Linked DNA regions of Mus musculus: all the other regions are linked to region 2. Evidence: chromatin contacts called from public HiChIP or PLAC-seq data. All regions are on one chromosome and are shown on one strand. The core of a region is the stretch at or near the end of the contact, and the rest is flanking DNA. Distances in the headings are between cores, read along the strand shown.

What was found. HiChIP or PLAC-seq counts read pairs in DNA pulled down with a chosen protein or histone mark.
Region 1: an HNF4G HiChIP or PLAC-seq map of pancreatic cancer cells shows a contact between it and region 2. The contact joins the promoter of Ddi2 here to the promoter of Fam131c in region 2. A contact is called at or near these places in 1 of 39 promoter capture datasets (second pharyngeal arch cranial neural crest) and 1 of 115 datasets of contacts at active chromatin or transcription factors (pancreatic cancer cells).
Region 3: an H3K4me3 HiChIP or PLAC-seq map of embryonic stem cells shows a contact between it and region 2, with 9 read pairs. The contact joins the promoter of Agmat here to the promoter of Fam131c in region 2. A contact is called at or near these places in 3 of 39 promoter capture datasets (liver, neural stem cells and stem cell-derived epiblast-like cells) and 2 of 115 datasets of contacts at active chromatin or transcription factors (astrocytes and embryonic stem cells).
Region 4: an H3K4me3 HiChIP or PLAC-seq map of embryonic stem cells shows a contact between it and region 2, with 11 read pairs. The contact joins the promoter of Crocc here to the promoter of Fam131c in region 2. A contact is called at or near these places in 1 of 115 datasets of contacts at active chromatin or transcription factors (embryonic stem cells) and 1 of 9 other capture datasets (adipose tissue).
Region 5: an H3K4me3 HiChIP or PLAC-seq map of embryonic stem cells shows a contact between it and region 2, with 2.8 times the contacts expected there. The contact joins the promoter of Efhd2 here to the promoter of Fam131c in region 2. A contact is called at or near these places in 2 of 39 promoter capture datasets (embryonic stem cells and pre-B cells), 1 of 484 Hi-C or Micro-C datasets (embryonic stem cells), 5 of 115 datasets of contacts at active chromatin or transcription factors (bone marrow-derived dendritic cells, embryonic stem cells, forebrain and 2 more) and 1 of 9 other capture datasets (embryonic stem cells).
Region 6: a contact with region 2 is called in an HNF4G HiChIP or PLAC-seq map of pancreatic cancer cells. The contact joins the promoter of Dnajc16 here to the promoter of Fam131c in region 2. A contact is called at or near these places in 3 of 115 datasets of contacts at active chromatin or transcription factors (astrocytes, epiblast stem cells and pancreatic cancer cells).
Region 7: a contact with region 2 is called in an H3K4me3 HiChIP or PLAC-seq map of embryonic hindbrain, with 3 times the contacts expected there. The contact joins the promoter of Plekhm2 here to the promoter of Fam131c in region 2. A contact is called at or near these places in 1 of 39 promoter capture datasets (liver), 1 of 115 datasets of contacts at active chromatin or transcription factors (embryonic hindbrain) and 1 of 9 other capture datasets (adipose tissue).

Annotation. Positions count from the first base shown.
Region 1 is chr4:141,722,050-141,724,749 of GRCm38.p6, forward strand. It overlaps Ddi2 (DNA-damage inducible protein 2), which reads right to left and starts at 1,370. Exons shown (of 10, transcript NM_001017966.2): 1 at 1,008-1,370. The coding sequence starts at 1,145.
Region 2 is chr4:141,366,896-141,369,595 of GRCm38.p6, forward strand. Fam131c (family with sequence similarity 131, member C) reads left to right here and starts at 1,297. Exons shown (of 7, transcript NM_001085513.2): 1 at 1,297-1,429. The coding sequence starts at 1,408.
Region 3 is chr4:141,745,315-141,748,014 of GRCm38.p6, forward strand. It overlaps Agmat (agmatine ureohydrolase (agmatinase)), which reads left to right and starts at 1,361. Exons shown (of 7, transcript NM_001081408.1): 1 at 1,361-1,785. The coding sequence starts at 1,496.
Region 4 is chr4:141,052,237-141,054,936 of GRCm38.p6, forward strand. Crocc (ciliary rootlet coiled-coil, rootletin) reads right to left here and starts at 1,425. Exons shown (of 37, transcript NM_172122.2): 1 at 1,284-1,425; 2 at 714-855. The coding sequence starts at 1,343.
Region 5 is chr4:141,873,593-141,876,292 of GRCm38.p6, forward strand. It overlaps Efhd2 (EF hand domain containing 2), which reads right to left and starts at 1,328. Exons shown (of 4, transcript NM_025994.3): 1 at 968-1,328. The coding sequence starts at 1,275.
Region 6 is chr4:141,789,231-141,791,930 of GRCm38.p6, forward strand. Dnajc16 (DnaJ heat shock protein family (Hsp40) member C16) reads right to left here and starts at 1,414. Exons shown (of 15, transcript NM_172338.2): 1 at 1,360-1,414.
Region 7 is chr4:141,662,795-141,665,494 of GRCm38.p6, forward strand. It overlaps Plekhm2 (pleckstrin homology domain containing, family M (with RUN domain) member 2), which reads right to left and starts at 1,352. Exons shown (of 20, transcript NM_001033150.2): 1 at 1,067-1,352. The coding sequence starts at 1,126.

The sequences.
Region 1 (2,700 bases), core at 120-2,619, 360 kb after region 2:
TGTGAGTGACACCTCCTTCCCTAAAATAGATCCTTCCAGAAAGAGCTGCATGCCAAGGTTCTAAAGTTCACATTGTGTGAAGGAATGGTACTTCTGAACACAATATTGACACGCAGAGTTTACCGTAAGTCAGGACAGAACAGGCAGTCGTTGGGCAACAGTTTTTGGAACTATTTCATAATTGCAGAAGGAAATCAAGATTTACATTCTGGGGCCTTGGGAGCTGTCTATAATTTTCTGGTGTTTAGACTACACCCAGCGGGGGCCACTTTGGTTAGAATCTTAAGGGATTTAGTGCAAAGGTTACAAAATAGTCCACCTATTGTTTGATGAAGTCTACTAAGGACACCAAAGCATTTTGAGAATATATTTTCTTGTTAAAACATGAGAAGGCTGAACTCCTGGCCGCCGAATCCCTCGGGGGTCTTCAGACAGTAGGCCATTTTCAAGCTAATATCCTTCGAAAGCACTGAGCTTTGAACTGACCCAACTAAACTGGGCCCAGAAAGGAGGAGGGCTTTGGCCTGAGAGAAGCAGACAGACTGAGTTAACCTAACCATTACTTTAATTAATATATGACATATATATATGTGTGTGTGTGTATACATATATAATAAATTAACCAAAAATGTATGCATTTCCAGAGACGTCAATGGCAGAGTGAGTCTCAAACTTTTTCCCCTCACTTTCAACCGCAAATCTGCATTCTCCCAGGTAGTAAACTGCGCATATTGGAGCGGTCCAAATAAGCGAACCCCAGGCAGGCGTCGTTCTCCCAGTGATCCAAACTGGTATTTCTGGTCGGAAAGTCAGGAGATCCCGGATGAGGACCCAGGCTCCCGAAGGCCAGAAGGTGGGGAGGGCTGCCCGCCCGCGCACGTGCCCCTCTAGCTGCAGTGGGTGCATCCACGGGCGGCTGCAGGACTCGGCCCCCGCCGGCCCCCAGCTCCCCCCGCCCCCGGCCACAGCGGCCGGAGGCCCCCGCTCGCTGCCGCACCCCGGCGTACCTGGCTCTCGGCGGCGGGGATGCCGGACTCGAGCTCGCACAGCGCGCGGAAGTTGTGCAGCTCGAAGTCGGCGTCGACCTGGAGGGAAAAGGTCACCTCGGAGAGGTCCCTCCGCACACAGTACACGGTGAGCAGCATGGCCCGGGCCCGACCCGGCTCGACTCGGCCCGGCCTGGGCGCTGGGCGGAAGGCAGTCGGCGGCTGGGGAGACCTGGCGGCAGCGGCGGGAGGGCGACGGGCGCGGGCTGCTCGCTCGCTCGCTCGCTCGCTCCTTTCCTCCCTCACACGCGCGCAATGACTCACTCGCTCCCGCCCTCGGCAGCCAGCGCGGCCGCCGCCACCCGCCTGCGACGCCGTCTGCCTGCCTGCCGGCCTGCCTCCCACCGCTGCCGTCAAGCTCGCGGGCCGCCCGCCCGGCGCCCCGCCCCGTCGCAACGCCACGGCCGTAAAGCGCGCCAGGCTGCCGGCAGCCTTCGCGACGCTAGGCTGTGGGGCAGGGCGGGGCTGGGGAGACTGGAGGGAGGAATGGGGATGCGGGGTGGGGGAACCCCACGATTTAATGCTTGAGCTCCGGAGTATTCCAGGATCCCAGTCCCAGTTAGTCATCCAACGGGGACCTACTGTGCGAATGGCGTGTGCATAAAAATGGTTGAAAGACAAATTAAGCACATCTTTCTAAAACAGAGTTTTCGTAATGGAAGTTGTCATTTCAGTAATATTAACTCGGTTTCGACTTGGTAATGAATGTAGGACGAAAATCCAGATCCTTTGCTGTGCTCGAGGCCCATCCCAGCCTGCGGGCTGGCATGGCTGCGCTGGCAGCCACACACACACAGCACAGTTCTTAGTTAACTCACTCTCAGACTGCATCCAGCACTGGACGTTTACTGGGTACGGTTTAGAATTTACTCCGTATACTGGGACTGGTAGCGCAAACCTGTAATCCCAGCTACTCAGGAGGGTGAACAGAAGGCTGGCAAATTCCAAGCCTGCCTGGATCATAAGTGTTCCAGTCTGAACAATTTACTTTAATGGTATAGATAAAATACCTTGTTGACATCTTGCCTACCAGGACCAAGCTCAACCTCAGCAGGACAAAAAGACAGTACTTGGGAAACAGTCGTTATTTTAGTGGCCACTCAATTCATAAGAAGATGTAGATACCAAGAATGGTAAAAATCCGAAAACATCTCCCGGGCCCACTAGGGTGGTCCACATTTGTAATCCCAGCACTCAGGAGTGTTTGGTTTCCAGTCCTGGATTAGGGGCTGAGGTATGCATTGTACAAATCAAAGGCTCAAGGTTCTCCTGACATCCCTCTGTCCCTACCTGGCAGGGACTCAGCTGCCCTTCCCCCAGAGACTCTTCTGCATTTAATACAGATATCATATCATATATGATATCATTGGTCTCTCTCTCCCCCCCACCCCCATTCTCTTTCTTTCTTTCTCTCTTTCTCTCTTTCTTTCTTTCTTTCTTTCTTTCTTTCTTTCTTTCTTTCTTTCTTTCTTTTCCCTCTTCTCCTTTCCCTTCCCATGGCGACTAATATGGCTTCCTTCCTCTCCTTCCTTGGGACCAGTGAATTCGTCCTCCTGACAGAAGCTTCCCAACCCAACAAACCCGCATTTACGACGAGCTAATCTGTCTTGAATTGGTTCATTTCACCATCATCCAGGAGCAGAGACTGCAGGAT
Region 2 (2,700 bases), core at 47-2,546:
CACTCTGACTTTACTCAATAGCTCGAGTCCCCAGCCCTGGGCAGCCCCAGCAGGCCTGGCTTCTGCTCTGCACAGGGTCTTCAAACCCTTGCTCTAAGCCATATTCATCCCCCAGGGCTGTCTCTAGTGATACAGGGCTGGTAAACAGACCCATTGACTCCTCTGTCTGGAAACAGGAATGTCCAAGGATGGGGTGAGGTGACATTTACCTCAGATACAGGGTGCTTCAGGCCTGGCAAGGTTTGTCACAGCACATCTGACCACTCTCTCCAGGATCCTAAATGAGTGCATGTGAATGCACACAGTGCATATGTGTGAGAAGAGGAACACACACACACACACACACACACACACACACACACACACACACACACGCTAACAGCCATACAAGTGCCAGCAATTAGCCTCCACTATTCCATGACAGAAGTTCCTAGGTAGGGTTTGCCTATACTTCCTTGCTCCAGAGGAGCCCTGGGAGGTAGCCTACCTTCTTGCATGAGACCGCTTATCTAGCCAGGAGGCCACTAATGCAGTGTCTTGGTCCTCCCTCAGAACTCCCTCCCTGGACCAGCATCCTCCCATAAGCAGGTGACTATCAAAAACCCCTGACCTGGAGGCTGGCGAGATGGCTCGGCAGGTTAAAGGTACTTACCAGGAAGTCTGGTTACCAAGTTTGATCCCTGAGACCCACATAGTGGAAAGAAAGAATAGAGTCCCGTCCCCCCCCACCCGCCACCCCAAGTGTACTTTGATCCCTCTCTCTCTCTCTCACACACACACTAAAAATAAAGCTCAGGGCCAGACAGTGGTGGTGCACGCCTTTAATCCCAGCACTTGGGAGGCAGAGGCACGCATACTTCTGAGCTCGAGGCCAGCCTGGTCTACAAACTGAGTTCCAGGACAGCCAGGGCTATTCAGAGAAATCCTGTCTCGAAAAGCCAATAAAATAAAATAAAACAAAATAAAATAAAACAAAACAAAGCTCGATCTTGCTCATTGTGCACAGTGGGATGAGGCTCATCTTTGCAGAATTCCCCTTCCCAGCCCTTTCCCCTGACCTTGAGCTCCAGAAAGCAGGCGCTACTCAGATTTGAAACTAGAAGTCTTCCTTACAGGGCCGAGTCCTGTTACTTTGGTTTGCCTTACTTTGGTTAGCGACAACAGGTACACTGGCACAGAGGGGGCGGGGCGCACCCCAGCCCCGCCCCCTCCGCGCTCCCCGGGTCCCCGCCCGCCGCGGTGTCGCCCGGCCTTGGCAGCTGCGGGCGCGGCGCGAGGCGATCCGGACGCGGCAGCGGGGACTAGGAGCGAGAGGAGGGCGAGCCGCGCAGCCCCGGCCCACGGAGACATGAGCGCGCGGCCGCCCACCGCACCCCAGGCGCAGTGGCCCAGCCCCGCCGCCCCGTGATGGGATCCTGTGTGTCGCGAGGTGAGGACAGGGCGGCCCGGGACGCAGCGAGAAGCGGGGGGCGGGGGGGGGGGCACCAGCGCTCCGCTCAGGGAAGCCAGGGTGGGTGTCCGCCCTTCATGGATCAGCCGCGCCCCAGAGGACACGGTGCGCCCCACGGGGACAGAGCTCGGGAGGGGGGCGAGCAGCGCGCAGAGGGGACGGAGGTCTCCGCACCCCACGCCCCACTCGGCACCCGGCAGGTGGCATGAAGCAAGGTCCGGTGCCATGCTTTCTTCCCCGCAGCTACACGCCTCCTGCAGTGTGCCTGAGAGGGGAGGGAGCCTTCCTATTTTTTCTGGTCCTCTTATGGGCCACTGAGCTCCAGGAAGACCTCGCTCCCGCTCAAGATGCCGGCAGGCCTTTTTAAGCCAGGATCCCATTTCTCCTCTCAGGGTGCCTGTGTCTTTAGCCCCAGAACCCTACCCCCACCCCACGCAGGAAGGGGTCAGTAGGGATGAACAGGTTATCAAGGCTCCCTCTTCCCCACCCTCATCCCTAACTCCATCCCCACCCCCACCCCTGCTCAGGGGACAGGAGAGGACAGAGGACAGCTGATGCTCCCAGTAACCCCTGGGCCTTTGTCTCTCACCTGGCACCTTGGCCATTCCAAGGTGATTCCAGAGAACTGGAGTGACTGTCCCTCATCTGTGGGGTTTGGGGAGAGCACTGTCTGTAAATGGGTGTGTGTGTGTGTGCATAGGATCTTTCATAGATGCTGTGGGGAGGGAATATTTGTATTTGGAGTAATATTTTAGGAGAGGTTGCGGAGTATGGGGACATGCCTGCACTCAGAAAGTGGAAGATCAAGAGCTCAAGGCCAGCATCCACAGCATAGAGAATTTGAGGCCAACCTGGGCTACATGAGAGCCTGTGTCAAAAAAAAAGCAAACACCTCAAAAGAGGTTGGGTCATGCCGGGAGTGGTGGTGCACGCCTTTAATCCCAGCACTTGGGAGGCAGTGGCAGGTGGATTTCTAAGTTCGAGGTCAGCCTGGTCTACAAAGTGAGTTCCAAGACAGCCAGGGCTATACAGAGAAACCCTGTCTCAAAAAACCAAAAAAAAAAAAAAAAAAAAAAAAGAGGTTGGGCCATTGTCCCACTTGGGAGTCTTACCCACTGTGGGAGCAGGGGGCGGGGCCAGGAGTGAGAGTGTACAGAGGTCAAGTCTACTCACCTCAGCCCCAAGGTCTTGCAAGACTGACATTGTATTGGTCACTGGTAATTTACCCAGACAGAGAAAGGTAAAATGGC
Region 3 (2,700 bases), core at 111-2,610, 380 kb after region 2:
CCAGTTCTTATTGATTTACTTAAACAAAATACCAAGTGTCACATACGTAACACCTGTTTGTGTTTTTTTTTTCTTCCACATTTATTTTGTGTGTGTGTGCGCATGTGTGCAGGACACTACTGTGGCAGTCAGAGGACAACTGTTAGGAGTCAGCTCTCGATTAATCTCAGTTTGTTCAGCTTGCTAGCTGATGCCTTCACCAGCTGAGCCATCTTACCCTCACACCCCCTGCGCGATTTCTTTCTTTCCTTAGAATTAAGGAGAGAATGACTCCTTAGCAGGCTTGCTGGTGCTTTGCCTTTCTCTATAGCTCCATATTAAAGTCTTTGTAATGCATTACAAAGTTTAAAAAAAAAAAAAAACAAACTAGGATGTCACAACAGGCAGTGGTGGCTCACACATGCCTTTAATCCCAGCACTAGGGAGGCAGAGGCAGGTGGATTTCTGAGTTTGAGGCCAGCCTGGTCTACAGAGTGAGTTCCAAGAAAGCCAGGGCTACACAGAGAAACCCTGTCTCGAAAAACAGAAAAAAAGAAAGAAAGAAAGAAAGAAAGAAAGAAAGAAAGAAAGAAAGAAAGAGAGAAAAGACTACTGTTTCCTGAGAATTCCCAACCCCAAACATTTCTTTTGTCTTTTCTTCTCATCTTGTATTTATGTATTTGTTCTTGTGTGTGTGCATGTTCTTATGTGTGTGCATGTTCTTGTGTGTGTGCATTTGTTCTTGTGTGTGCATGTGCATGCGGCTGCCTTAGAGCTCCAGAAGGGAGCCAATGGAATCTGGAGTTACAGGTAACTGTCAGCCTCTGGATGATGCGGGAGGCAAGAACCAAACCAGGCTGCTCTGCAAGACAGCACCGGCTCTTTCCTTCTGAAACGTCTCTGTAGACCTCAAGACATTTCTTAACCATATGTATATGTATATGTATATGTGTGTGTGTGTGTATGTATATGATGTATATGTATATATGTATATGTGTAATGTATATATATAGTATTTATATAAATACAAAATATTATTTTGTATATATACACAAAATTATACAATATATATATATATATATATATATATATATATATATATATATATATATATAATTGTGTAATCCCAGGATATGAGAGGTAGAGACAGTTGAAAGCCAACCTGGGCTGCATAAGTTCTGGATCAGCCTGGGCTAAGGAATGAAACCAAAACAACACAACAACAACAACATACAAAGCAAACTAAAATCACTCTGAATAGGACAGCCAAAGGCCAGGTGTTGGGGGGCGGGGGTCCTTGCAATGACAAACCTGGGGTGGGGCAGGTGGGCATGAATGGGGAGCCTCGACTTGGCTCATTGACCATCCAGGGGCTGAAGTCCAGATCTGGGCAGGTGGAGAAACCCTTGGGGCTTTGGGGCCCTCTCAGCCTCTTTGATCCCAGTGTGTCCCTGCCCTTTGAACGCTGCAACTGAGGGCTGGCACACTGTCCTGGTTGGGCTCCTCAATAGGCGGCATGCTGAGGCTGCTGAGGTCCAGCTGGGCCCGCGGCTTGGGGTCTGGGGTGGCCACTTGGCGTCCCTCAGCGGGGCTCTTTCGTCCTGGGTGCCCTGGGATCCGCCAGGCTTCAGGTGCCTCAGATACCCCACACCACCAGTCCCCCAGCTCTGAGTCACCGGTACAGCCGGTGGGGGTGGGTGTCTGTTCCATGATGCGCCTGCCCCTGCAGTCCTCCCCCGAGGGGCTGGACGCTGCTTTCATCGGTGTGCCTCTGGATACTGGGACTTCCAACCGGCCCGGGGCAAGGTAAGGCAGAAAGGCACCTGGGCTGGGGACACGTGGCAGAAGGCACACGGGGCGGGCGAGCACCTTTTTACCCAGGTCTTTTTTGGAATCAGGGAGGGCGTTGGAGAAACTGATTTCTCTCCTCCCTCAACAAGCAACTCCCAGGGCTGAGCCCGGGATTGGAGGGCCAGTCATGATATCTCAGGGTCCTTAGTGGTCCAGAATGGCTTCTGTGCACTCTGGTAACCCCAGGAAACCGAGGCAGCTCAGAAACACCAACCTGGGCTGCATTAGCAAGCCAGGAGAGTTTCTAGGACCCGCAGCCTCCCTGGGATGCTAGGTGTGCACGCATACTACCCTAGTCACGTCCCAGGGAACACTGGTTTGAGGACAGAAGTTGGTTGTTCCCCAAACGTCTAGCTCTCAAAGTCAAAGAGACATAAAATCTATTATCTTAATTAGCAAGCATCAGCAGTTACTGCTTTGGCCCATTACATCTGACTGCATGGGGCTGAATTTTAAAAGCTGTCATTTTATTAAATGTCAAGGAACTCAGGACATTTTGCAAAGATGACCTCGTTTAATTTTTACAACCACACCGTGAAATAAAGAACATCATTATTCTAAAGACCAGGAAACAGAAACAGAGATTAAGGAGTTATCTAATGTCTTCTAATAAAGTGGTGGTGGGCAGGCCCGTGAATCTGCGGATGGAAGGACAGAACTCCTACTCAGCTTTCCAGGAGCCCTGGGTTTGATCTCCAGCAGTAAAAACACAAACAGGCAAAGAACAATGTAGAGTCTGTGTCACCGGCTGGTACTCTAAAAATATATTTTTTTCAAGACAGGGTTGCACTGGGTCATGATCAGAAACACTGTTAGCCTGCTGTGGTCATACATGCTGGTAACTCCAGACCACCGGAGGCTGAGGCAGGA
Region 4 (2,700 bases), core at 175-2,674, 310 kb before region 2:
CGGCAGCTTTTGTGCTTTTTAAGCCCCTATAAGAGCCTGGTCTGAGCTGGCCCCAACCCCATCCCTTAGCCTCAGACAGCTCACACCATCTCCGGTAGAAAATTCAGTATCTGGTGTTCAAATCTGAAGCAATGAGTGGAAAGGGCTAGCCCCGCCCTCTCTTAAAGCTGTGCCACATGGGGAGTAAATAAAATAATTGCATCTCAGGCTCTGGAGGCTCCTTCATCACAGAGCTGTGCCTGTCTCCCTATGTGCATTCAAGGAGTAGGGTCTGGGGCTGAGCACGTGGATCAGCACATTAGGGCACTTGCTACACACAAGCATGAGTATCTAAGTTCAAATCCCAGCACCCATGTACAAAGCTGGGCATGGCCCCTCGGGCACCTGTAACCCAAAAGCGACTTGGCAAAGAGCCGAGAAAATCAGTAGGACTTGCTGGCTGGCAGCCTAGCTCCAAGCTGTGCGAGATCCTGAGGTAAGGGAAGCGGTGGAGAACACCAGAGCACTTCTTTGTCATCCTCGTGCTCACAGGAAATGTACCTGTACACACGTGTGTATGAGCCACACATTACAACATACATGTATTCGCGCACGTGTGTGCACGCTTACCGACACACACACACACACACACAGCACTACACTACACAGCAGCACCATCTGTGTCCCTGCTGCTGAGAAGGGAGAAGGACCTGGACAGGGTAGGGAGGTGGTACCTGGGGTCTCAGGCCGGGAGAGGTTGCTGGCGATGACCTCCCTGGCGCAGACAAGCAGGCTGGCTCCCTGGAAGTCCTGGACCCGGTTCTGCACACTCAGGCTCTTCTCTTGGTTTGGTCCCAGAACACAGTTCTCCAGAGACTGTGAGAAGAGAGAGTTTTCAGGGATCCTAGACCCCTGACTTCCTGGCCTGAGAGTTGGGCAAATCCTGTGGCCCAAGTCCTAGAGAAACTAGGAAACAAGGGTAAACTGCAGAGAGCGCCTGCTCAGTGTCTCTCCTAGCGCTGGGCCCCAGCAGGACCTGAAGGGCAGAGAAGGTAGGAGGATCTTGCTGTGCCAGAGGCCAGTAATCCCTAAAGTCCACGAGGGGCCCTTCCCCCACTACTGTGCACTGAGATTAAGGAGTCCCAGCACTGGCCTGTGTGGCCCCCTGACCTGCAAACTGCAACCCTCGCACACTTCCCCACACTTCCCTCCACTCACCACCTCTCACCACTACTACAAGGTCGGTTCTTCTGCCCTGCTCTGCCCCTGGACAGGGTGGACACGGCCCGGCCCTCCGGACCCACCTGGATCACAATCTCCAGTGCCAGCTGAGCCTGCAGAGATCCTGCCAGCCCCAGGCTCATGGAGAGGGGGGTCTGTGGGCACTCCACAGCCCCCCTCCTCAAAGTACAGAGGTCGAAGAGCGTCTCAGCTACATGCACCAACGCACTAACACACCAATGCCAGGCTGCTGGGCTGAGCAGCCCGGCAGATTAAGCTTAAATCCGATGGTGCCCCCACGTGACTACGCAGGGGGTGGGGAGGGACTCAGAAGGGAGAGGAGGGGAAGAGCAGCAGGAATCAGAGGTGCATGAGGAGGGAGGGCCCAGACAGCACTCAGGGAGGAGACCATGAATGGTAGGGAACAGTGTTCCCCACTCCCTCCTCCCTCCCCAGTCTGTGGGCACTGCAGCCTTACAAGCCCGGCTGCCCGAGGCCAGAGTCCCTAGCTCACAGAGCATCTTCTCTGACCCGGAACGGGCGAGCTCACGTGGTCTGCTCAGAACCTATTTACAGCCTGCTGCTAGGCAGGGAGATGCTTGTGCACTACAGGTTGGAAGCAAAGAAAGCAGGCGCTCAGACAAGACTAGGAACTGAGCCGGTCCAAGCCCCGCCCCCGGCTGTGTCCCAGCATCCTCCTGTGTCAGAGCTGGCACCATTGAGCTCCTGGGAGCAAAGCATCTGCCCGTCCACAGCACATAACTGGGTGCCAGTTCACCCAGGGAACACTGGGTAAACATTGTCTTCACTCAGGAGAAAACTCAACGTGCACAGTCCCTGGGCCCCCAAAGTCTGAGAGCAGTTTCCCTCCCAGAAGCAAGGAGGCTGTGTGGCACAATGGTAAGGACCCGGAGTCGATGGCCTGCCATGTGTTAGCAGTATGGTCCTGGATAAATTACCTCTCCTGGCCTCAGTTTCCCTATCTGTAAACGAGAGTAGGGTCTTTGAGGGAACTGAAGGGTGCTGAAAGCAGGGAGGGGTTCAGAAACACACAGGGCAAGGCTAAGCTCATAGCAGCTCACTTTAGCACTTACCTGCTGGTTTCTACTCTCCAGGTTCCTGAGTTCTAGGGTGTGTCAAATTCATCTAGTCCTCCTATCAGCCTATTTCCGGATGAGCAAAACAAGGCTCAGAGGGGTGGAGGACTCACCTATTCAAGGTGACACACTATGAAGAAGTGTAAGCCTGAAGCTCACCTCCCCTTAGACCAAGCAGACTCCCCAAAATGCCTAAAGGGCAAAGCCAGGCCCCTTGGTCTTCAAGACCTGCTGCGGTATCCAAGTCAGAGAGAAGGATGCGGTAGGCGCTGCATACACACACTTTAGTCCAGACTGGATCGCTTCTTCCCAACTAAGGAATCCGTACTGCATATGTTTCCAATGTACACCTGGACAAGAAGGTAGGCGCCCCCAAGCTGCTATGGAGGTCTGGAGGCTACCA
Region 5 (2,700 bases), core at 78-2,577, 510 kb after region 2:
ACTGTCACTGGGGAAGAGGGCTGCCTTCTGATAAAGGGCAGGGGAGTCACCACTGCACAACCACGGAGTGAAGGGGTTCGAGGTGGGGGGGCGGGGTAATGGGGGAGAAGGGAGGGAGGGGAGGAAGGTGGACTCACAGTGTATGAAGAGGGGCTAAGTCCCAGGGGACTCTGTCCTGATGATAGGGGAGTTACATGTTTGTAGACTGGGGGACAGGGACAGAGGAGCCCTTCCCTAGCAAGACCGCACAGTGTTAAGGAAATGGAACCTGGTCAACAGGGTGGGCGGGAATGGAAAGGCCTGAAGAGTTTTCACCCACAGTAAGTAAACATAGTATAGCTGAGGGTGTGTGTGTGTGTGTGTGTGTGTGTGTGTGTGTGTTGGGGGGAGGGGGTTGTGGACCCAACCTAGTAGGAGAGAGTCCATAACTAAGCAGAAGAAATTAAAGGACCCAGTAAAAGGCACAAGTCTGGCATGGGTGCCGGGGGGAATGTCCCCTTAAGAGGCAGTAGGGTTGCCTTATTGCGGTGGGGGTAGGGAGTCCAGTAGTTAGGACGGAGCGGAAGGGAAGCCACCGGCCCTTTCTCCCTTTCTCGATATGTTTGGGTGTAGGGTGGTGGGTGCAGTAACATTAACAGTGGGAAGGAGGTCGGTACCCTGTGTGGTGGTAGTGACTCGCTGGGGACCTGCGATTATCTGGAAGGAACCTCAGGGAGCCCCCAATCCGCGTGGGCTATTCCGAGGGCAGTATCACCAGGAGGAGGGGTCACATGTCAGGAACGGGAGCTCCCCAGATCCACTTGCGTGCTGGGGTGGTGGGTCTGGAAGCCTCGTGGCTCTTTAGAAAAGCAGCAGAGTTCCCCACCCTGGTGAGACGGGGTTCTGGGGGAATCTAATTGGGGATACGGGAGGTTAGGGCCCGAGGCCGGGTCTAGGGTGGTGGGGAACCGGGTGCAGGGGCACTTACTGCTTGAACATCTTCTCCATGTCTTTGATCTGCTTCCTGGAGAACTCCTTGAACTCGGTGTAGGGGTTGAAGACGCGGCGGCTGGGCGACTGTGGCTCGCCGATGCCCTGGTTGAGGTCCGCGCGCCGCAGCAGCTTGGCGCTCAGCTCGTCGTCCGCGCTGCCCAACGCCTGGGCAGTCTCGTCGGGAGCCTCGGCCGCCGCCGCCGCCGCCGCCCCGTTGAGCCCCGGCTGCTCCGTCGCCTCGCCGCCTTCGCCCTCCATCTGCAGCCTCCGGCTCAGCTTGCTGGCCAACTCGTCCGTGGCCATGGTGGCCCGCGCAGCGCTGCCTCGGCCGGGCCCCTGCTCTGCGCCGCGCTCCCGGCCGCGCTCTTCCTCTTCCTGACACTCCCCGCCGCCAGGCGCCGCCCTGAAGGTGGGACTTAGGGGACCGCCCGCCCCCGGGCTGGCTCCCGCCGCCTTTGCCGCGTGCCGGGTCCTTCTCTATCCCCGGAGGGGGGTAGGGGGGTCAAGTGCATTCCGCTCCCCAGCTCCTCATCATCGTTCCCCTCCCTCCCCCACAGTGAAAAACCATCAACTTCTCTCTGATGACCTCTGGGTGACGCTGAGTCCCAGGAGCCCTCTGGAAGGAACCTGGGAAGGGGGTGTCCCAACCCTTCGGGAGGGAAGAGGGTCCGCTCGCAGGAGGTGGCTGTGTGTTCAGGGACTGGAGAGGGGCGCGGCTCTCAACCCGTTCTCTGAAAGGGGTTTGTGTCTCTGACACCCTGTCGGTTGCCATGGAGACCACTGGTAGTGAACCGCTGGGCGTTCTTGATAAGGTGGCAGGAATCTGAAGAAGGTGGACCCTAGCACTGGAGCCCAGTTGAGACTGTCTCCAGGGCTATCATGACTGGCGTCATTCAAAAGTGGGGTAGCTGCTATGAGGGAGATGGCACCCTACCAGTTCTCAAGGTCCCCAAAGAACTGGGAAAGGGGAAGGGGGTCGTCCTGTTACACGATGATTCAGCACAATAGCTGCCTGATCCGGCGGATGCCTGGGACTCTCCACCTCAGAGGGATTTCAGAGAGATCTCCATGTTGCCTCTTTGATGGGGATCCCAGAGGGGTGACCTCCTCCCCAAAGCGTCAGGAATGGGGGGAGCTGGAAAGGAGGAGCTCAGAGAGAATTTGTCTCTGTCATCTAGTCTGTCACTTCAAGAACAGCAAAGCTGGTCTGAAGAGAAGGCTCAGTTATTAAGAGTGGTTATTGCTCTTGTGGAGGACTGACATCCTAGCATCCGTGTAGGGTCCGGGTAGAGAGGGGCAAGTCACGAAAGGCCTGTAACTCCAGCACCAGGGATCCTAGACCCTCTTCTGGCCTGCTTATGCATCTGCACTCATGAGCATATATACCCCTCCCCCACACACACAGACTTAAAACTAAAGTAAATCTCTGGCCAGTCTCTGAGTTCAGTCAGCCTGGTCTACATCCAGGATAGCCAGGGCTCTATAGTAAGACTCCCTCCTTGATAGATGATAGATAATAGATAGACAGATAACAAACTCTGTTTGTTTGTTTGTTTTTCTTTTGGGGGTTTTGTTTTTTGAGACAGGGTTTCTCTGTGTAGCCCTGGCTGTCCTGGAACTCACTCTGTAGACCAGGCTGACCTCGAACTCAAGAAATCCGCCAGCTTCTGCCTCCCAAGTGCTGGGATTAAAGGCGTGCACTGTCCGGCGGTAACAAACTCTTAAACC
Region 6 (2,700 bases), core at 164-2,663, 420 kb after region 2:
CAAAAAAGACCACTATTTTTGAATATCACACACAAGAACTATTATGAATTAAAAAAAAAAAGACAAGTCATAATAGATTAATAGATTAGAAAAGTCCTTTTAAAATTACTGGAAATGAATGCTCTGAAACAAGTGGTGACTCTGAGAATATATCTAGGATATCCAGGAGAGGATATCTCAAATGCACCATTTCATCTATCATAACAATAAACTTAAAATAATTGGCTTCAGAGTAGCTGAGAACGGGTCAAATTAGCTCACAAACTCATCATGATTTCTCATGTACTAAATTACATTCTAGGATCATTGTGGCATTTCTGGACACTAAATAGACATGAAAGTAAAACACCTTAAAATAACTGTGCATTAATATTCAGAAGTCTGCTATTATTAAGAATCCAGTTTCTTATCTAAAGAGAACAGGAAAGACTAGAAGAATAGGCACGGCTTTAAAATGTTTTAAACTACAACTCAGCTGAGGGGTAGAACTCAGTGTGGGTTTTGGAATAATCCTGGCTGGTTGATAAGGAGATAGCGTGGACCTGGAGATACACACACTCACACAGGGGGCTGTGATCTTTTATACCATATGCTGGTTTCATGGGTCCATTTATCTTGACCTCACAGTGTTTAGTAAGGTTCAGTGGCTGACACCTTACTCAGGGGGGGTGGATTTTGACAAGTGCAAGCCATAAACCCTGCTTGGGAGTCTTTATAAACAGTTGACCACTGTTTAGAACTGCACACATGCTAAGTAAAATCCACAAGCAAGCCAGTTCCTGTTTCTCTTTTAAGACAGCCTGTTCTGAGGTACTGGCTAAACTCACCCAGATTGGGGATCAGATTGCGGGGGTGGGGGGCTGTCCACCACCATTCTAGGACCTAAACCTGTGTTCTTGCTGATAGGGTGTGACTGAACACCAGCACCTAGCAGGATCTTTATGGGGATGGGGTACAGTAAAGTGGGTAAGGGGTTTACTAAGCAGAATCCACAGGCAGGGTGGGTGAAGTGTCTGCTGCGGGAGTGGGTGAGGTGGGGACAATTTTTGGCTGACGTTCTCCAGCTCCAGGGGGCCGGCCACAGGATTGGGGACGCGCTGGCCAACAGGTAGCCCTCGGCGTCCCCAAGCGCAGGCGGCGGAGGCTCCCCAGACGCTCCGCAGGACCAAGTCCCGACTCGGGCGCCCGCCCGGGTTACGACCTTCCGGGAGGCGGCCCCCTCCCCCGCCGCCCCGGTTCCTGTCGGCTCCCGGGGCCCCCCGGGGCCCAGCGCGGGCTGAGGACGCGGAGGATCTGACGGGAGATCCCCCAGCTTGCAAGGCCCCGCCACGCTCGCGCGTCAAGCCGGGAAGGAGTTACCGGGAAAGGGCACCGGCCCAACCGGCCGCAGCGTCCGTGCTCCAGTGAATCCGCCGGGGCCGGCGCTTCCAGTCCACACCAGAGAACCTGGGGAGGGGAAGGAGGCGGGGCCCAGGCCCGGGGCAGTCACGTGTCACTTAAAGACCCCACGCCTGCGACGCGCGCACAGACCGGTTTAGGCCGCACACGCGATGAACCTATTTTGGCCTTGACGGTCACCGTAGGCACCTGGATCTGGCGCAGTTGCTATAGGAACGGAGAGCGCTCTCTGGCTGGGTCTGAAAGCTTGCTCTTGACTAGCGAGGCCAGAACGTGCCTTCTAGCGAGGCGGAGTCGCTATGCATCACGGGATACCAGGAAGACCTCCCGGAACCGGGGAGGGGTTTCCACTGGTTGCCAGAAGATGGCCCACATCTAGCAACTGTTGCTAGGACGGGGACGCAGTCGCTGGTCCCAGTTCACTTTGACCCTATTCATAGAATCCTAGAGCGTCAGCGTTTGAGGCGACCTTAGGGATTCTTCCTAGTTCAACCTCTTCATATACTGAAGTTCGGAGAGGGCCAAAGACTTGCCCGAAGCTTAGAATCCAAGGCTCCAAATTCAGTACATCAACCCAAGGATGTTCTAGACTGGAATTTGGACAAGAACTGAGGGAAAGACGGGCGTGGTTGCGCACGCCTTTAATCCCAGCACTTGGGAGGCAGAGGCAGGTGGATATTTGAGTTCGAGGCCAGCCTGGTCTACAAAGTGAGTTCCAGGACAGCCAGGACTGTACAGAGAAACCCTGTCTTGAAAAAACAAACAAACAAGCAAACAAACAAACAAACAAACAAACAAAAGAACCGAGGGAAGAGGGCGTGGTGAATAAGGCTGACATTTTTTTTTTTTTTTTTTGCGCCCGTGACCAAGGGCTCTTGATGTATTTTCTATTCCATGCCTCGTGTTGAGTGAGTTCTTATGTAATCGGTTTCTAAAACACTTACCTAGCATGCTGTTTTTGTTGTTTGCTTTTGAGACAGGGTCTCACCGTGTAATCCTCGCTGGCCTGGAACTTACTAGGTGAATCAGGGTGGTCTCAAACTCAGGAGATCTGCCTGCCTCTGCCTCCTCAAAGAGTGCCGGGATTAAAAGTCTGCACTACCATGCCTGGCTCTCTCTTCTATACATTTAGTGTATATCGTTGTTCTTTGGGCTCTTTCAGGTAGAGCTCTTTCAGGTAAGCTCCTGCAGGTAGAGTCTCACACTTTTCTTGTTCAGCATTGTATCACTGTCTGCACAGACCTTGGTTTGTACAAGCTGCCAGTAAATATTTGAATAGTTAGTTGCAAAATAAATAAAAAA
Region 7 (2,700 bases), core at 102-2,601, 300 kb after region 2:
CTTGTCTGTATAGTGAGACTGTTAGAAAAGAAAAGAAAAGAAAAGAAAAGAAAAGAAAAGAAAAGAAAAGAAAAGAAAAGAAAAGCAAGAAAGAAGAGGGCCAGAGAAATGCTTCAGTGGGTGAAGGCATTGCTGCCAAAACTTACACATTGAGTTTGAGTACTGGAATTAACAGGATAGGAGAGAATCAATTCTCAAAAGTTGACCTCTGACCTCCACTCTCCCATTTACATACGGACACACACACAGCTCCTAAAGTATAGTTACACACACACACACACACACACACACAGAAAAAGCATGAAGGCAGGCTAGTCAATCTTCCCCACTCCTCTATTTTTCGGTTTCACTATGTAGTCCAGGCTAGCTTGGACCTCAGGACTCTGCTTTAGCCTCCTGTGTGCTGGATGACAGAGATGCATCACCACACCCAGCCTTCTGAGGCTGGCCTGTCTCCTCACCCCTGTGCGTGCCCTTGACAGGTAGTCATTCCTACCAGGAATTGGGGCAATGACCAATACTAACAAGCCCCAACCCAAAGTGTCATAGTGTCACCGTCCCACGGCTTACCTTCCAAAACTACAACCCTAGACACCTCAGGTCCTCACTCAGAGCTCTGTAACTCGCTTTTTTCTAAACTGCCATCCTGGAGTTAGGACGACTTGGGGATTCCGTGGGTCCCCAAGCAATGTCGCAGGGCACAGCTGGGGTGACCAGCAGGTGCTGGTTCTCGGCCTTTGCCCCGAGGGAGGGAGGGAAGATGCAGTGGATTCCTCGAGGATGCTCTCCCTGCCCCGTCCTACCCGCAGCCTTCCCGAGGTGTCACGGGCCAGTCGCGGGAAGACAAGGCCGATTCGGGCACCGGGGAGCTCCGAGGACGCTGACCTCAACTTTGTTCTTTAAAAATAGCTCGGAGGCCGCGGCGCTCCCGGGAGTCGCCTGCTTCTCCAGCAGGGCCCAGGGTCGCCAGGACGACAGTGGCCCGGGGTCCCGGTCATGGAGGCGACCCGGGGGGGACTAGCGACGGGGACCGGGGAGGGGGTCGGGGCCGAAGGAGGCCGCTCACCTTCTTCACCGACAGCGAGATGTTCTCCAGGATTCGGTCCTTCACCTCCCGCGGCTCCATGGCGCTGCCGCCGCCGCCCCGCCGCCGCTTCCCACGCCGGGAGCCCGGGGCCGCCGCCAACCGCTGCCGCCGGCCGTGCGGGGGCTCCGTCGTGCCGGCCGCGGGCCCCGGCGCCCGCCGCCCTCGTCTCGCCTCGCCTCGCCTCGCCCGGGCCTCGCTCCGCCGCCGCCGCCTCCCGAGCGCCGAGCCGGGAAGGAGACGCGGGCCCTGCGCGGCCGCAGGAACTGATGTCAGGCGGGGCGGCGCCAGCACCGGCCGGGAGGGACGGCGGCGACCAGGCGGGCCCGCCTCCTCCGAGACCCGGGGCGATGGAGACCTGGGAGCTCAGAGATCCGGAGCCCCGGGGACCTGCAGACCTAGGGGACTCACACAGCCCGGATCGCATAGACCCAGGACCTCACAGAGCCAGAATCGCATAGATCCGGCACCGCAGAGCCTCGGGACCTCAAACACGCTGGGACTCAAAGACTTCGCCTCCCACTTCCCAATCCTGCACAAACTCCTCATGAGACCCTGGGAGCTCACCGATCTCCAGAGCCACCCTGCTCAAAGACCCCGGGAACCTCACAGACCCCGGGCCCCCTCCCAGCTCCTCTGAGATACCGTATTGTCCGTGTTGTCGTTCCCCTAACCCCTTGCAGCAAGGCCCTGCACGGGCCTAAAAACTGCCCCAGCTCCTTAGATATTGCTCCCTCTCTCCTTGCCCACACTTCCCTTCCCTGTAACATTCAAAGGCTCTCCTTCCAGGACCCGGCCAACTCCTTGAAGACCCCACTCAGGACCAGGACAGACGGGGCCCCTCCCTCATTCCAAACCTGACATTCCTCACCCTTGCCCACAAGGGGCCCCAGATATACCCGAATACTCGAGAGACTCTGGAGACAAGGCTTGGCCTGGCAGAGACACCTACCTATTCCTTTCCAACTGCTCCACGCACACCCCAGGGTTCCGAGGTTTGGACCGCCTAGAGCCACTCCAGCACCCAACGTTGCCCTGATGCCAGAGCTCAGCCCTCCATCCTCTCCAACACTCCAATTCACCGTTCTCAAGGTATCTTCTACTTCCAAAACAAGCCCTCTTCCCTATCGGCCCTCACACCCTCTGTCTTGGCTAGTTTTGTGTCAGCTCGACCAGGGACACAAGCTAGGTTCATCTGAGAGGAGAAAAACTCAGTTGAGAAAACGCCTCCATAAGATAAGGCTGTATGACATTTTCTTAATTAGTGATTGATGGGGGGTGGGAGGGAACACAGCCCATTGTGGTGCCATCCCTGGACTGGTGGTCCTGGGTTCTATAAGGAAGCAGGCTGAGCAACGTAGGGGAAGACAAGCCATCAGCTCCTGCCTCCAGGTTCTTGCCTGGTTTGACTTCCTGACTTAGCATCCCTCAGTAGACTGTAATTCGGGACATGTAAGCCAAATAAACCCCTCCTCCACCCCCAAGTAGCTTTGGTCATGGTGTTTCATCATAGCAATAGGAAGGTGACTAAGCCGGGCAGTGGCGGCGCACACTTTAATCCCAGCATTCCGGAGGCAGAGGCAGGCGGATTTCCGAGTTTGAGGCCAGCCTGGTCT